2 separate regions of the Gossypium hirsutum genome follow, and region 1 is linked to region 2. The links are chromatin contacts, called in public Hi-C maps. All regions are on one chromosome and are shown on one strand. Each heading gives the region's core, a stretch centred on a gene start, on an enhancer-like site or on the middle of the called end of the contact. The rest is flanking DNA. Distances are from core to core; before and after follow the strand shown.

Region 1 (2,700 bases), core at 129-2,628, 100 kb before region 2:
ACTTCCAAGGTTGATAGCTCGATTTTCATTCGACACTAAGGGGATACTTTGTTGTACGTTTTAGTGTATGTTGATGACATCATTGTTACAGGCAGTAACTCACAGGAAATTGATCGATTTGTCAAGACACTTGATGCTCAGTTTGCGTTGAAGGACATTGGACAGTTGAGCTACTTCCTTGGTATTGAAGTCAAGTACACGTCGAATGGGATAGTTCTGTCTCAAGCTAAATACATCAGAGACTTGTTTCAAAAAGTAGCTATGGACAGATCAAATGCTCTCCCAACACCGATGGTTGCTACTAATCGTCTGGCTGCTGAGGAAGGAAGCTCCCTTGAAGATGACCATCAATATCGAAGCATCCTAGGTGCCTTGCAATATGTCGTGATCACCAGGCCTGACATCGCCTAATCAGTCAACAAGGTGTGTCAATTCATGTATAAGCCACTAACTGGTCACCTCAAAGCAATCAAGCGGATACTACGTTATTTACAAGGCACATTGAACTACGGATTACAATTTACTCGCGCTTCCAAATTCCTTCTTGAAGGTTACTCTAATGCGAGTTGGGAGTCGGACATTGACGATCGAAGGTCCACCTCTGGGTATTGTATCTTCCTTGGAGGTTATCCGGTCTCGTGGAGCTCGAAGAAATAACATGTTGTGTCTCGTTCCACAGCAGAGGCGGAATACAGGAGTGTTGCACATGTCACTGCTGAAATGACGTGGATTCAGTCCCTGTTAACTGAATTGTGTCTTCCAAACTTACCAAAGGCGCTGATTTGATATGATAGCTCAGCAGCGATAGCAGTTGTAGGAAATCCAGTCATGCACTCCAAATTTAAGCATGTGGAGTTGGATATATTCTTTGTTATAATTGGAATCAAAACTCTCTATTCTGTAACTGAGTAAATCAGAGCGTTTAGCAGTTGAATATGGTGATATTAGGTGTTCGAGAGTCTGCAAAATGTGTTAGAGCTGACCTGGTAAATATGAAATTCGATTTCTTGAAAATTATATAACAAAATGTTGTCTCAAAACTTACCTTTTTTGGTTTACTAATTCCAGTTTGCCTGCTGGTTTGTTCCACGAGGTGATGTTTGTAAGACAATATTTTATAAGCTTGTCCTTTGCGGCGGAGCCCTTTTGTTGATATACTCTTCTAATTGAAACTCAAAGATGTCGTATGAAGTTGATAAGAGTTTACTGGTTTGGAAGGGATAATCTCTTTTCTGTATGAAAGTAGAGATATATACTATGCCAAATAAAGTTTCATAATTTAGAAATCGGATCATTATTGTTTGTATCGAATATGCCTAGACCTAGAAGATTTTAAACAGCCTTTTTGCGCTGTAGAGATTTATCTCGAGGCAAATGATGTGAAGTACACCCTGTTCCCGATGAAAAGGTTATAAAATCTTACTTCCATTCTCTGGAGTTAAAGAATATCATGGTGCTCATGTTTTGATGGTTGAGAAGATATAACATCTTGCCTTGAGGTTTGTTTCGTTACTTACCGGCTTGTTCACAGGGGCAGTTAACATCATTGCTGAATTTTACTAGCAAGCTCCAAAACAAAATGTTTTTGAGCTTAGGTTTTGTTTAAATTTAGAGAATAAAAATCTCCTCTCATCATTGTTCTTGATGTTCCATGGGGTTGGGTTTTATTATAGTATGATCAATGATCAAAATATGGGTAGAAGTACCATGGAGGCTCTTATACTATGAGTCAAATTGTATATTTCCCTTCTACTAAAAAAAATGGGCAAATTAGTCATATAGATTAGATCAGTGAGCAAACTAGTCTTTCTATTAACAATTTCATCATTTTTTACTGTTAAAAACTTATCTTTATACGTTAGCTTAAGGTACACGTGGCATGCCATGTATAACTGTCTAGTTATTTGGTTAGCCACACTAGTTTTGAAGAGTAAAAATTGATGAATTTTAACATAAATGACCAATTTGTTCTTTGATCTAACATATAGGGACTAATTGGCCTTTTTTTTAGTAAAGGGGGTTAAATGCAATCTGACTCTTAGTACAGGACCTTTTGTGGTACTTTCACCTCAAAATATGTGAACTTGTGAACTCGTACTGCAGAATTTGTCCTTTTTAGTAAAGCATAATACATCTGGCTGATAATTTTAGTCACTCTTTTGAATCCAAATGGATCTTTGTACGGTTTAACACTTTAGGATCTGAAATTGTTCGGATTTTGCTTTTATGTTGAATAGTTGGAAAGGTGTTTGTTTTGATTTGTTATATGATAGTAAGTTATGATTTCCTGTTGTGCATATTTAGTGGACAATTCACACACTGAGCTCCCACTAAATCCGTTGGAGGAAGCAAAAAAGAATCCAAGTTAATTTTGTTTGGCATTTATGTTTAGGGTCCTTTTGTTCAAGCTGCCTGGACCAGGAGATCACGTGGTGAAGCTGCAAAGCAACCCAATAGGAAATCATGGAAACAAAGGACTGATATGTATATGAGGCCATTTCTACTAAATGTTTTCTTTTCGAAGAAATTTATTCATGCAAAAGTGATGCATCGAGGTACAAGCAAAGTAATATTAGTCGCAACCACGAATGCCAAGGATCTTAGAAACAATTTGGCATCACTCACAGACCACAATGCATGCAAAATAATCGGGAAACTCATTGCTGAACAATCAAAGGAAGCCGATGTGTATGCAATGTC
Region 2 (2,700 bases), core at 139-2,638:
TTGTAATTTGGGCTCTGCTGGTTGTGGGTTAGTGTTTAGGTGGGTTGGTTTGTAATGGTTTTTATTTGGACCATATTGGGCCCCGGGTAAATTTGGGCTTGTACAACTTTCATTTCCTTATTTTATTTTAGTGAGAAATCAATTGTACTCAATCTCGATCTATTATTGCTTTTAAAGTATAACAATTTTAAGGGTGTTAAACCACATTTCTTGTATATACACACAACTAGTTTGGGTTAGTAAAGTGCTAATAGAGCACTTTGTTTGTTCAAATAGGAAATGTTATTTTGAATGCAATTTTGTAAGTAAACTAAAGTGAGTTACTTAGTTTACATCTAAGCTTGTAAGGGGAAAGACTTAGAGGGGGAGTGATCCTTTTAGACTATAGAGTAATATTGTTATTTGGTGAGTGAGTAGGACTTAAATAGTAGCTTGTACTTGTTGATGCATAGTGGAATATCTCTTTGGGTAAGGTCTTGGAAACATAAGAAATTTATGAATTGTGTGTAGGGGTAGAGCTAAAGGGGGTAGATAGTGGCCCTAGCCCCCTTCAAAGGAAAAATTAACCCTTTAGTCTCTTTAGAAATTGCAAGTTTTAAGTTAATTTAATGGTAAAAATTATAATTTAGCCCCTTTTAAAAATTTAAAGTTCAACTATAGCCTCTCCAAAATGAAATGTTTATAGTTTAATCCTAGGAAAAATTGTAAAATTTTATGTTAATACAATGATGAAATAACATTTTTAGCTCTCTCAAAAAATTATAATTCAAATTTGACCATTCCAACAAAAATTTCTAACTTAACCCCTAACTATGTGAACAATGTTCTAATGTCCATCTTTATTTTTCTACATTAGTCGCTTAATCTAGTTGCAACTTACTTTATATATGAACTTATATCTGCCAAGTAAAAATCAACTAACTTTCAAAAATCCCTTTGCTAGCATAGCGATACTATGTGGCATAAGGTAGATTCATCTTCCCTTCCCTATCGAAAATGAATTGATAATGATCTTAAAACAAATACAACACACCACTCAATAAGCTATTCATTGATAATATGTTAAATCTCAATAATAAAAGGGTAACCCAATAATTAGCTATAAACACCAAAATCTCAACTCCATTTTAGATAGGACCTTTAACACTTCTTATTTTTATTTTTAACCTTACACTGTCTTTGTTGAATTCTTGAATTAAATATCGAATAATGTTTTGAAGCACAAACTTTGATATATTTTGATTCTTTTTTAATTGCAATGAAAATTCATATCAAGTAACATTTTCTTCATTAATTTTCTACACTAAAAACAAAGAGGAAAAAGGAAAAATGGAGGAAAATTTTGTCCCTAATTAATACCACACTAACATTTTCTTCAAATTGGGCCCCATCAACCCCCATCCCTAATTAAATCATCAATTTTCGTCCTCTTGATGCATGCTCCCACTTCCATTTCTCTTACAGTAGTAGCCATTAAAGCCATGTCTCCGTGCGTGACTGACGCCGCTCGAACCCTCGGCTGCCGTGACAGCGCTGCCGCGTCACACCTAAAGCTCATCTCTCTTGTAGTAATCTTCATCTCCAGCATCGTCGGCATATCTTCCCCTATCTTCCTAGCTCGTTACTTCCAAGGCAAACCCGTTTACGACAAGGCGATTTTGGTAATCAAGTGCTTCGCCGCCGGCGTCATCCTCTCGACCTCCTTAGTTCACGTCCTCCCCGAAGCCTTCGCTGCTCTCTCCGATTGCCACGTCGCTTCCCGTCATCCGTGGAAGGATTTCCCTTTCGCTGGGCTGGTCACGTTACTCGGAGCCCTCCTGGCTCTTTTCGTCGACTTGACGGCGAGCTCTCACGTGGAGCACGGTCAGAGTAAGCCAACCGGAGAGTATTTGCCGGTGGTAACACAGGAGGGGACGACCGGAAAGAAAGTGGAGAAGGATTTGCCGAACGAGGAATTGGTGAAGCTTAAGCAGAAGCTGGTGTCGCAGGTATTGGAGATTGGGATAATTTTTCATTCAGTGGTCATCGGAGCGACGATGGGGATGTCGCAAAATCAGTGTACGATTAGACCGCTGGTTGCAGCACTGGCTTTTCACCAAGTCTTTGAAGGCATGGGTCTTGGTGGCTGTATTGCTCAGGTAACCAAAAAAGAGGGAAAAAATCCCTTTTTATTTTTACTTTTTATTACAAATGGTTAAATTACAGCTTTCCGTCATTGCATTATATTAATTTTGGAATTTTATTTTTATATTTATTTTGGATTTTTTTTATTCTTATGGTGTTGGAATTTTCTAATTACATGTTTGTATTTTTGTGCGATATATATATTAAATTTTTAATTTTTTTATAATATTAATTTTTGTTTAAATTTTTTTAATGAATTTCTTTAAAAAATAATTAATTAATTAACATTTAATGTAATTATAAAATATTTTTAAAAATATTTAACTAATTTACATTTAGTTATATTAATTTTTTAATTTTAAAAACATATAATATTAAAATAATACAAAAATTCATCATGATTTGAATATTAATATTAATATTTTATAATTTAAATAATATTGTTAATAATTTCTTACAAGTTATTTAATTTATATATATTGTTAATTTGTTTTAATGTTAAAATTGTTAAAATTTGATTTTTTGTAATTTTATATTTATCTTTGTTTTACTTTTAACCAAGGAATGAAATTAATT

What was found. Hi-C and Micro-C count contacts between places; a contact is called where the count stands out from the background.
Region 1: a Hi-C map of leaf shows a contact between it and region 2, with 2.9 times the contacts expected there. The contact joins the enhancer-like site here to the promoter of LOC107927072 in region 2. A contact is called at or near these places in 11 of 34 Hi-C or Micro-C datasets (callus, hypocotyl, leaf and 2 more).

Annotation. Positions count from the first base shown.
Region 1 is chrD03:50,219,484-50,222,183 of Gossypium_hirsutum_v2.1, reverse strand. No RefSeq gene overlaps it. Among protein-coding and RNA genes, the nearest start is that of LOC107927121, 18 kb to the left of the region's middle. Within about 2 kb of position 1,378, at least 1 of the 9 cell types and tissues checked has an H3K27ac peak or open chromatin away from gene starts, as enhancers often do.
Region 2 is chrD03:50,115,809-50,118,508 of Gossypium_hirsutum_v2.1, reverse strand. It overlaps LOC107927072 (zinc transporter 6, chloroplastic), which reads left to right and starts at 1,388. Exons shown (of 2, transcript XM_041090412.1): 1 at 1,388-2,138. The coding sequence starts at 1,434.